Regions from separate parts of the Mus musculus genome. Here regions 2, 3 and 4 are each linked to region 1. Evidence: chromatin contacts called from public promoter capture Hi-C data. All regions are on one chromosome and are shown on one strand. The core of a region is the stretch at or near the end of the contact, and the rest is flanking DNA. Distances in the headings are between cores, read along the strand shown. Region 1 overlaps Otulin (OTU deubiquitinase with linear linkage specificity). Region 2 has its middle 18 kb from the start of Gm36899. Region 3 overlaps Trio (triple functional domain (PTPRF interacting)). Region 4 overlaps Trio (triple functional domain (PTPRF interacting)).

Region 1 (2,700 bases), core at 32-2,531:
CAAAGCTGGATCAGCCCCTCACTTGTGAAAAGGGAGTATCCTTTCTATTAGGAGCTTTTTAGTTCTTAAGTGCACTGTATTTGTAAACATCTGTGAATGGATAAGACCTGTGACAGCACTTACTACAGAATGACCCGAAAGCTCCTTGTGACTTCATTTTGAGGTTGATGCTTTTGATACATGCAGTTGCCATGTTATCAAGATTATAGATATTTGTTAGAGAAAACAGGCTGGGCTCTAGGCCAGTCACAGATAATGTGCTTAAGCTACCGAGTGATCCTTAACCGTTACCATCGTCATTTCTTGCTTCAGTCTCCTTCCTCCTCTTCTCTTGCTATCTTTAGTTTTCTTTTTTCCAAGACAGTTTTCTCTGTAATCCTGGCTGTTCTAGAACTTGCTCTGGAGACTAAGCTGACTTCAAATGCACGGTCTGCTTCTTGCTTGCTCTTACTCCAAAAGAAGGCAGACTTGTGTGCCTACTAGAAAGGAATAGTGATTTATGTGGACCCCATGTGTGACCCATGAGAGCATTTAAAGTTGTATTAACTTCTGAATAAATAAGTCCAACTCCATGTTCTTTCCTAATAGTTCTTCTAAACTTTTATTATCATGTGTCTGTGTGAGTGTGTGTGTGTGTGTGAGTGAGCCTGTGTGTGTATGTAAGTGAGCCTGTGTGTGTGTGACTGAGAGTGTGTGTGTGTGAGTGAGCATGTGTGTGTGTATGTATGTGAGTGTGTGTGTGTGAGTGAGCGTGAGTGTGTGTGTGTATGTGAGTGAGCATGTGTGTGTGTGTGTGTGTGTGTGTCTGCCTGCCTGCCACAGTGAGTGTACGGAGAGGTCTGAGGACAGCATTGTGGAGTTTACTCACCATCTGTGCTTACGTGGGCTCCTGGGATTGAACTCTGGACAGCAGGTTTACATGGTCAGTGCTTTCTCCACAGAGCTGTCTTGTTGGTCCTCTAACTTGGTTTCTTTTCTAAGTCTCATTTTTTTTAACTTTTTTCTAAGATTTCCACGCTGGACCTGGATAATCACTTAATCAACAGACTGACCAATGAGTGACTGAGATGAGCAAACTAACTTGTTTCTACCAAAAGTAACTGAGTTGCCTGTTGTACTTGCTCCTTAGGTTACTGTCCAGTGCTACAGAGCCACAGCTCTTCCCGGGCTGCCACCTGCCTCCTCTCAGACCTTATAGCTTTGGAGGAGTATTTTCTCTTGAGTTGTACTTCTTGGAGCCAGGGTGTAATTTCATGTTGCTGCCACTTGAGGGCACATGAGGTTCTGGTGATAAGTCTGAGACTAATTAAACTGCCTGTGCATGTCTCACAAGTGCAGGGCTTGTGGGAACAGTGGGGCTGTTGCAGCTTTAGGTGAAAGGTCATTTATCACAGTACAATACGATGACTAGATGGCTTTTCCGCTTGACTGACACAGAGCACTGTCACTGTGATTTTGAGTTTTGTAGAGACAAGTCATCTTAGTTACATATGATTGCCGTAGACTGAGAAAGCACAATCAGAATTATTGTTTATGAAGGCGTCTCAGAGGCTTAGGTTCTAGTGGAACTGAGCATGCTCTGTTCTGAACTGCCTATTACTGTTAAGCAAGTTCAGCACACGGTGTTAGGATAGGACATTCTGACTCCAGGGATGAAATCTCTCTTTTATAGTGCCAGTTACCCCTATTTATTTATTTGTTCCTCCCTCCCTCCCTCCCTTCCTTCCTTCCTTCCTTCCTTCCTTCCTTCCTTCCTTCCTTCCTTCATGTACGTGTGTGTGTGTGTGTGTGTGTCTGTGTCTCTGTGTGTGTGTGTGTGTGTCTGTGTGTGTGTGTGTCTGTGTGTGTGTGTGTCTGTGTGTACCTCTGTTGCGGAACCATCTCAGTGGACCTCAGGTGAAATCTTAGCAGTGTAGTCTATGGTTTTCATCCTGACACACCCAGGACTCTTGAGAAGATAGAGTTTCTCATGCTGTCATGGCTTGAATTGTGGCCTTCAGATTCCAGATTCTAATGCTGTGTAGGGACAAATGAAATAGTCCAGGAACAGGAACAGGACGTGAGGGCCATAGTAGTTGCCTGTGGCTCTCATTAGAAAGGTGCTGCTCCCACCCTCCCGCTGCTGTGGGCCTCATTCCTCTTCCCCATCTTGTGCTGTGGATTAAGGATGTGTGGGAAGGTTGTCAGGAGTTAGGCTTCACTGTCAGGAAGAGCAGCAGCCTTTGACTCTACCGTGGACCTTCCGTGCCTGCAGTCACCTTGCTGAGCCATGTAATGTATGGTAAGGTTGCCGTAGTCCCCAGCAGCCACAGGCAGTGAGGACCGCTGTGAAGACCCAGTGTGGATTCTTCCTTAGCTTAGCCTCAGATCTGCGCCTTGCCTGTCCTTGCCTGTGTTAGTTCTGCAGGCTGGACTCCTGTAGATTTGAACCAACAGCATTTAACCTTGCAGCCTTCTCTGTGGCTATGCTTTGAGATTGTGACTTCCATATTCAGATTCTCCATCCTCAACCCATATGATCCTCTCGCAGGAATTAATTTTTGAAATAAGGTAGGTTTTGTATGAAGGCTTTGTGGTGTCTTCCTTTTCGGTTGTCTCAGCTATCTGGCAACACTGACACTTCTTTATCTCTGTTTCTTGATATTCCAGTTACCAGAGAAGCTGATAAACAAGTATACCTGGATCAAGCAGTGGAAACTT
Region 2 (2,815 bases), core at 260-2,759, 170 kb after region 1:
AGTATAAAGTGGAGATCCTTTGACGTAGACACTGATGTCAACCTCCAGCCTCCACGGGCACACACTTGTCAAAACAATGGTATGCATACACAAATATAAGCATGCGTGCGAGTGTGTGTGTGTGTGTGTGTACTTGTGCACAGTATTGGATTTTAGAGTCCACATACTTATTCTGAATCACAAACATTTAGAGAGACTTGCAGAAACAGTGGAAGGATTGTGATTGATACGACTCATTCTTTGCCTCCACCTTATGAGAAGGTTGCTCAGGGTCAGGCATTCACAGCTGGGAAGTGATTGCCAACCACCGGTTTTGAGGACTTCCCCCAGCCCAGCCTCAGTCTCTTCTTGTGGAACATCTGAAGCATAATCTGGCATTGGAATGTCACTGGGAAACCACGAGGTGCTGACTATAACGACTCTAGCGTATTGACCGGACGATCTGACAAATGTCAATGTCCCCTCTGCCCATGTACAGCCAGATGCTTCTACTATTGTAGTGTGGTGCCCGTTCCCACAGAAACCTCTGTGATCCCAGCCTCAACAACTCCACTTAGCTCTGTGGCCTGAAGAGGCTCCCAACCATAGGACAAGATGCCCCCAGGTGATGACGTAAAGGTCCCTGATCTTGGCAAAACTGGATTTAAAAGACAAATAACTGAAGGTTGGGAGGAGTAGACCTACTGTGGAATTTATGGACTCAATGGGTTGTTGCAGCTGGGGAAGGGGATGAAAAGTCCCTGGAGCCTGAAACAGTCCTTTCCAACCAGGAATCTGAGTGTCTCATGCGGTTCTTCTTCTCAGCTGTGGCAGGTGATGGGCTTTGTGATATCATAAAGGAACTCTGGAGTTGAACCTAACTGATCCAGGCAACCCATCTAAGGTCCCTGAGCTCTCCTATAAAATGAGAGAACCCCAGAGGCTATAGATTACCGGGGATATCGATATCTTGGCAGGGCAGTGGGTTCTTTTGCAAGTAACGTAATAGGGCAAGGAATGGGATCAAATTAGGGTGGGTGCTTTGAGTTCAAGCCATCATGTTTTGAAACCCATCACCTCTGGTATACTGGCCTTTTATTAACAGAGTTGGGCCAAGAGAGTATTTCTTGTATCTTAGTGGGCTCTCTTACCATTGCCCCGGGGAGCTGGTTAAAACATAGACTTGCCATCAGCCCTGTAACTGCCCCCAAGTTCACTTCAATGCCATGGTGTTTATTGGGGGACCTAACAATCAGAGCTTCAAGTACTCAACTAGGACCCTGTCAACCATGCACTATGGTAACAACTCTGTACAGGATCTACTGAGAGCTGTCTGCTGCAGTGTCTCCTCCCTTCCCTACTGCCCCCGCCCCCCCCCCCCCACTGCAGGAAGCACCGCTCCCTTAGATCAAGGTCAGCACTAAATAGATTTTTCCTAGGATTGCCCTAACAAACAGATGGAATAGCAACGAGAAACAACTGCTCTCGTGAAGGCCAGCTCTTCAATCAATAACCAGGCTGACCCACTGATGGGGAGAGTGCAGGCTGCCGGACTTTAACCTGCACAGACTAGAAACGTCGCTGTCACTCCGTCTAGTTCTCATGTCACAGCCTAGCCCATCTCTTTGCTCAGGCCTTATATTCCCCAACAGCCCTGAGACCTCACCTCTGTGAGGTGTCTCCTAGCTTCCTTCCTTTCCAGGATTGTCAGTCCTCTGCCACTCATTGGCCTCCAGGGAAGTCTGTCTGTCGTACAATGGTGGTTTTCTGTCCTTGGCCTTCTTTTCTTTTAGTGGGGCATCCTGGTGGCTGTGAACTCTTTGAAGGAAAATATGGAGACTTTAACTCAGTCATAGGGGGTTTCACAAAATCTCCCTCACATACACCTTGCCCAGGGATGGTTAAAGTTACAAATTACCATTCTAGTAGCCAGCCTACCAATAAAGCAACAGCCCTGGCAATAAACTACAGGTTTATTGAAGCTAAAACTTGTTGCTGATTCTCATTGAATCTTAAAACTGATCAAATGTTGTTGGCTCTTCATCCTGCAGCTGTGGCCTCTGAGCACAGAGACATCAAGGGACTTGCCCCAAGCCACGCAGGGACCGAAGTCCCATGTCTTGAATTAAAGAGTAGCAGTGCCCATTGAAATGATGTTTCTTCTTTTTCCTGTTGTTGAGAAAGGATCTCACCACCAAGGCTCACCTGGGACTCACTGTATAGCCCAGGCTGGCTTTGAATTCATGGCAAACCTCCTGCCTCACCTTTCTGTATGCTGAAATTTTAGGAGTGAGCTTCCATGCTCAGCTTTGACCATTCGTGTGTGTGTGTGTGTGTGTGTGTGTGGTTTGAGTGTGTATGTGTGGTGTGTGAGTGTGTATGTGTGTGTGGTACATGTATGTCTATGTATGTGGTATGTATGAGTGTGTATGTGTGTGTGTGTGTGGTGTGTGTGAGTGTGTGTATGTGTGGTGTGTGAGTGTGTATGTGTGTGTGGTGTGTGTGAGTGTGTGTGTGTGTGCATGAGCACATGTGAAGGTCAGAAGTGGACTTTTGAGTGTCTCCCTTTATCACTCTTCCTCTTATTTTTTTTTTAAATCTCTTTATTTTATGTGTACATATGTGTGTCTGAGGGTACATATATGCAGAATTCCATGGAAGTCAATCAGATCCTTTGGAACTGGAGTTACAAGAGCTTGTGAGCTGTCATGGGTGCTGGGAGCTGAACCTAGGCCCTCCTCAAGAAGTGCTCTTAACTTCTCTGACCTTGCTTTTGAGCTCATTGAACCTTAAGTTCACCAACTCCTCAAGACTAGCTGCTCAGCGGTCTCCAGGA
Region 3 (2,794 bases), core at 48-2,547, 170 kb before region 1:
CTCACTTTGGGAAGGCTTGTGACCTTGATCTGCCCATTCGGGACACTGGGCAGTGGCGTTCCTGTGGCGGGAAGATGCACGTAGATGAGGCATGAGCTCACTTGATTAAAAATAACTGATGCAGAAAAAAACAATTGGTAATGTCAAAGTCTGATGCAGAGTCTGGACCACTAGGGAGCCCTGGCCCCTGTGCCATGGAGATTACCTCATCTCCATGAACTTGGTCATCCTCGACTGCAAAGCAGGAGCACCGACCGGTGCAGCATCCCTCCCTCCTGGCAACCCTGAGCGCCCCAGGCGGTTCAGCGAGCAGCTGAGAACAAGACTTGGATCTTGAGGCAGAGCAGCCTCTTCCTATAGAGGGACCTTTGAGTCCTAGAATATTTAGTCCTTTAAGAATTCTTACTACAGGAAATTACTAGACTTCTTACTTCATAATGAAGGGTGATTGTGCTATTATTCCCTGCACACATTATTATTTTGATAATTGTTAAATTACTAAGAAGTTTTAAGAGATAGTCTCAAAGTCAGCACTAAGTTGACGTAGATTCTGAAAGAAAATAAAATACTATTTCACGTTAAAGGGTGGATAAAAAACGATGGAAGTCCAGTTTGTCCCTCCCACATCACTCAGGACAGGAACTCCAGATGCCTTTCCCAGCATGATATCAGGATGATATTTTAATATCCACTGGTTCTTCCTCTGCATTGATTACAGGAGATCAAGTATCCATCAGGCTTGAGCAGAAAAATGGATTCGGACTCCTAGCCAGGAAATACATTTTAAAGCAGATTTTTTTTATGCCTGTCAAGAGTACCATTTTATACACGGGCAAATATCTGGGCATTGCGCTTTGAGGAAAGTGAATGGGATAGCACGGTGCTACAGGGAGCCGATCGGTTGGGCTTGGCTCCTGTCCACAGGGGCGGATCTCACTGCTGCTGCTGCAGTGTGGAACCTTACACAGCTCTAGCAGGAGAATGTAAACAGTTATCAGGGAATGCAATAAGGAGAGGTCAAGTGAGGCTGAGACAGGACTCTGGTTCCGTGCCAGCCTGGGCTACTTAGCTTCTATTGCTGTTTTTTTCTTAATGTTTACTTTTTCCTTTGAGAATTTCATACGACATTATGTTGGTCATATTTCTCTCCCTCCCCCAGCTCCTCCCAGATCTCCATACCCACCCAGCTTCATGTTCTTTCTCTCAAAAACAAAAACCCATGTCTGTGTGATTGATATGCCCAGTATCACACCACTGAAGAAAACAGACTTTCCTGTAGCTATGAACCGTGAAGAGTTTCCTGGCAAGGGGAGGGACTTCCTGCCTCACTTCCACTCCGCTGTGCTGGGGTTTTCCTATACACTGTCTTAAATAAACCCTTGGTAACTCCAGCAAGTCTTGTATCAATAAGATGGTGGCTGTTGAGGCGGCTCAGGCTCGTTCTGAGTTAGCTACTCCCTTTGGGACCCAGCCCAGCACTCTGCATATCTCTTAGTCTGCATCAAACTGTGGAAGAGTCCTTCCTAACAGTGAACAGATCCACACAGTAAGCACTGAATTTGGTTTCAAATCTTTTCGAACCTGTTCTAAAGGATGGAAACACAGGATATTCAGCTCAGTGTGAATAAACAAATACCAAAGTGTCGCCGGAGGATTGTTTCAGCCATGCAGACTGGCTGTTTCACATTAACGATTGAGCAGTCTAAAGTCTCTCTCCAATTTTCTCCCACTTACATACCACCAACTCATTCAAAGTTTACAGCATGGTGCATGTGCGTGCATGAGTGCCCCAGGGACCAGTTCTGTGGAAAACAGAACCAGTGTTCTGTCTCTCCTCACTCTACGCATGACCTTGGATATATGTCCTTGTGAGAGCATGGTCTGTGGTTCATGGCACCTCCCCCCTCCTCCCATACACCCACCAGCACTTCAGAATTCTCATTGAAATTTGTTTATTGATTTTTTTAAGCGAAATACATTTATAAAACTATTTTGTTCTCTCACTTTTGTGGGAAAAGGTTTTCCATGCTTGATGGAAAATACATCCAGGAAAGAAATGCTGTGAAATTACATTTAAGGTTACAGCTGATTTTACAGCACATGTAGAGTCCTGAGATATTAGTAATCAGCCATGGGACTCTCCTTGCAGGGAGCCCTAGCCACCCCGAATTGACTTTTCCAGACATCTTGCTGGTGAGCTGCAATCTCTCTTTGGTCTATCTTTGTAAGGAGAACACAGATTTATGGCTTTTCATTCTGAAGAATTTCCTCCAGGTGCTCGGGGTTGGCCTCTGGGGTGAGTGAGCAAGTCCATAAACACGGGGAGCTTGGAGCAATGAGCTCTGGAATCTGTCCAGGGAGCCCCTATTTCCTCTTCCTGCCCGCAGGCATGGGGGTGGGGACTGGGCAGCCACAGCCCGGAGGCTCCGGTTAATTTCTTGCAGTTCTCTCCTAAGACCATGCGAATGTGAAGGATTGGCTCAGGATGCCCAACTATAACAACCGGAAAACCCCCAGGGAATAGAAGCAGCTGAGCATCCTCACATCGAGCCCTGAGTGACTGGATGTGTGTTCCTCTAGGCATCCTGTGTGCAAGTCCATGTCTTCCTCATTGACACCTTTTATTCTCAGAAGCACAGCTGAAAACGCCTCTGCGTGCCACCTTGTAGTCAACTCTACTCCTGTAGTGAAAGTAAGAACTCACAACTGTTAGCTGGGACGCGCAACTCGGTGGAGTTCTAAGGCCACTTCCTTTTCTCTTCTGTCTCCTTAAGCTGGCGGGGCCCAGTGGCAC
Region 4 (2,700 bases), core at 71-2,570, 210 kb before region 1:
AGATACAGGATATCTAATACGTGACCCCAGTGGGAGGAGCAACCCTCACACAGGTTGAAAACTGCTGCTGTGTAAATAGATGATGTCCTACCCTAAGCAAGGATTCATATCAATTTAATTTTTTTAATTCATAACATTGTCTTAGTCAGGGTTTCTATTCCTGTACAAACATCATGACCAAGAAGCAAATTGAGGAGGAAAGAGTTTATTCAGCTTATACTTCCAGATTGCTGTTCATCACCAAAGGAAGTCAGGACAGGAACTCACACAGGGCAGGAACTTGGAGACAGGAGCTGATGCAGAGGCCATGGAGGGATGCTGCTTACTGGCTTGCTTCCCCTGGCTTGCTCAGTTTTTTTTCTTATAGAACCCAGAACTCCCAGCCCAAGGATGGTACCACCCACAATGGGCTGGGCCCTTCCCCCTTGATCACTAAGTGAGAAAATGCCTTACAGTTGGAGCTCATGGAGGCATTTCCTCAACTGAAGCTCCTTTCTCTGTGATAACTAACTCCAGCCTGTGTCAAGCTGACACAAAACCAGCCAGTACAGACATCAAAACGTATGTAAGCTCCCTTACTTGCTGCGCTCACTACAGATCCATAATAACGAAGATTTAATTATTCTCCATTAGAAATTAATTTATGCAAAGTAAATGTAAGAACAAATTTTTGAAAATTTGATAATAGCAAAATGGCATTATCACAGAAAAATATGTAATCAAAAATAGCATTTGAAAGACTCCCCAGCCCTGCCCATGCAGAGGCCTTTGGAGTGTTCTAGCGATATATTTTGGCTCGTCATTGTGTTTCTGGGGAGAGGCGCACACCCAGAACTATTGTGCTACCATTCCTCATTAGCCAGCCCTGGCTGGGTCCAGCCCATGCCTGCTTTCTGGAAGCCAAGCCAGGACAAACTCTTATCCCCTGCACTTTGACCTTTCTCAAGGCTATTGCTCAGAGGGCTGCCAGCACTGGGTTGCTGGGCAGAGTTGGGCAGAGAGAACCAGTGAACATAAAGGCAAGCTTACCATCATAAAGGAACCAGAGTGCCACACAGATCTCTCTCTGTCAGCTCTCTTTAAAATATTATTCGGTATCTAATAGTCAGGTGACTTAATGTTACAAATTTTGGGGATTTTTGTGTGTCAATCAAACTCTCCAAAGAATAGAGACTCCCAAGCGTAGAAACTTTTTAAATAATAATCTGGAATCTGAAAATTCCTGGTAACGGTTTTCAGTCCACCATCTTTGGCCGGTCCCCTGGTTGTGATTATCATTTGGATCACTGTGGCCTTACGTCAGATAGGTCACTGTCCAGCTGGAAATTAATAAGTGCATCCTGGCCAGCAGCCACTTTACTGCTGGCTTTAATCTGACCTTGGAGGCAAGCTTGTGTGTTTTAAAAACTGATACATCTTAGTTTAATTTATATTTTAAAAAAAATAAGATTCCTACCAAGGCTGCCTCTGCAGTTCCAACCTGTGAGTCACTTCCGTTGCTGGAGGGAGAGGCATGGGGCGGATTCCATCATGGGGGGAGGATGCCCTGTTGTGGATATGTCCACAGGCAGGGTTTTCATGATGAAATACTAAAAGTTAAGGATGTAGATGAAGTCAGAGTTTAGCCCTTTTGCCCTCTGTCAAGGTATGCTCAGAGTCTGTTGTGGGAGCCTCTCTGGACTAGGAAAAGCCCGTGCTTGTGTCTAAGGTTGGGCTGTTTCCTCAGCACATCCTGCTGATGAAGCTGCATTGCAATCTCCAGAAGTACTCAGGGTGGGAACAGTGTGTCCCGCGCGTGTCCACCCCGGCTTTCCTCCTACCTCCTAAGGCTCTCAACCTTCTACTGACCCGACCCTTTCGTGCAGCTCCTCACACTGTGGTGACCCCAACCACAAAAGTATTCATGGTGCTACCTCATAGCTGTATTTTTGCTACTATTATGAATTTTAATGTAAATATCTGTTTTCCAGTGTTCTTAGGCGACCCCTATGAAGGAGTTATCTGACCTCCAAGGGGGTGGTTGTAATCCATAGATTAAGAAGCACTGGACTAAGTGTTTCACATGGCCACCAACCACCAGAGGCTGTCCTCTTTCCATGTCTACTCCTACCAAAATCGTACCGTTGTCTAATTATCTAATTGTGTTTTATGCAGACCTCAGAGTTGGGTGTCACAGAACACGTTGAAGGAGATCCTTGCAAATTTGCACTGTGGGTGGGGAGGACGCCAACTTCAGATAATAAAATTGTCCTTAAGGTACGTCAATTTACAGCTTATTGGCTTACAGTGTGAACGTTTATTGTGGTGATGTAAGCTGCTTTTCTTGCTGATTGCAGGTCATTTTATTTGACTTTTTTGTTCTCTGATGGAATTGGTGAAGCCAAAAATCAATCTCTCTCTCTCTCTCTCTCTCTCTCTCATTCACTTTTAATTTAAACTGTTTTTAGTATACTGACTCTTCCTAGGAACTGCAAAGAACTCTAAAGGTGTCTCATGCGATAACCTCATCGATATTTTAGAAAACTCAGATGCTGTCTTCTTGGTCTGTCTGGAAATACCAGAGATGGTTTAGGGATGCTCATGATCTGCAAGCTGTTGAAAGGAGCCCGAGTGTGGTGAGATGCTGGTGGATGACTGGACTTACTGCATCTCCTTTGCGAGTCTTCTAGTCTTGCTTTAGTATTTCCAGAAACTGAGTTG

The links. Capture Hi-C pulls out chosen DNA fragments and counts their contacts.
Region 2: a contact with region 1 is called in a promoter capture Hi-C map of liver. The contact joins two enhancer-like sites. A contact is called at or near these places in 3 of 39 promoter capture datasets (the 3T3-L1 cell line and liver), 2 of 484 Hi-C or Micro-C datasets (the G1E-ER4 cell line and cerebellar granule neurons), 1 of 115 datasets of contacts at active chromatin or transcription factors (bone marrow-derived macrophages) and 4 of 9 other capture datasets (adipose tissue, embryonic stem cells, liver and 1 more).
Region 3: a promoter capture Hi-C map of liver shows a contact between it and region 1. The contact joins two enhancer-like sites. A contact is called at or near these places in 1 of 39 promoter capture datasets (cranial neural crest), 3 of 115 datasets of contacts at active chromatin or transcription factors (the 230-238 cell line, bone marrow-derived macrophages and large pre-B cells) and 2 of 9 other capture datasets (adipose tissue and liver).
Region 4: a contact with region 1 is called in a promoter capture Hi-C map of liver. The contact joins two enhancer-like sites. A contact is called at or near these places in 3 of 39 promoter capture datasets (the 3T3-L1 cell line, the C10 cell line and pre-B cells), 1 of 484 Hi-C or Micro-C datasets (CD4 T cells), 5 of 115 datasets of contacts at active chromatin or transcription factors (double positive thymocytes, embryonic basal ganglia, large pre-B cells and 2 more) and 2 of 9 other capture datasets (adipose tissue and liver).

The regions. Positions count from the first base shown.
Region 1 is chr15:27,611,587-27,614,286 of GRCm38.p6, reverse strand. Otulin (OTU deubiquitinase with linear linkage specificity) reads left to right here. Exons shown (of 7, transcript NM_001013792.2): 5 at 2,650-2,700. Among named protein-coding and RNA genes, the nearest start is that of Otulin, 18 kb to the left of the region's middle. Within about 2 kb of position 1,281, at least 36 of the 459 cell types and tissues checked have an H3K27ac peak or open chromatin away from gene starts, as enhancers often do. A contact at or near this core is called in bone marrow-derived macrophages and liver, where this site is marked.
Region 2 is chr15:27,443,670-27,446,484 of GRCm38.p6, reverse strand. No RefSeq gene overlaps it. Among named protein-coding and RNA genes, the nearest start is that of Gm36899, 18 kb to the left of the region's middle. Within about 2 kb of position 1,509, at least 9 of the 459 cell types and tissues checked have an H3K27ac peak or open chromatin away from gene starts, as enhancers often do. A contact at or near this core is called in liver, where this site is marked.
Region 3 is chr15:27,783,989-27,786,782 of GRCm38.p6, reverse strand. The region is part of intron 34 of Trio (triple functional domain (PTPRF interacting)); the gene reads left to right. Among named protein-coding and RNA genes, the nearest start is that of Otulinl, 100 kb to the right of the region's middle. Within about 2 kb of position 1,297, at least 169 of the 459 cell types and tissues checked have an H3K27ac peak or open chromatin away from gene starts, as enhancers often do. A contact at or near this core is called in bone marrow-derived macrophages and liver, where this site is marked.
Region 4 is chr15:27,820,896-27,823,595 of GRCm38.p6, reverse strand. Trio (triple functional domain (PTPRF interacting)) reads left to right here. Exons shown (of 57, transcript NM_001081302.1): 31 at 2,155-2,256. Among named protein-coding and RNA genes, the nearest start is that of Otulinl, 140 kb to the right of the region's middle. Within about 2 kb of position 1,320, at least 56 of the 459 cell types and tissues checked have an H3K27ac peak or open chromatin away from gene starts, as enhancers often do. A contact at or near this core is called in liver, where this site is marked.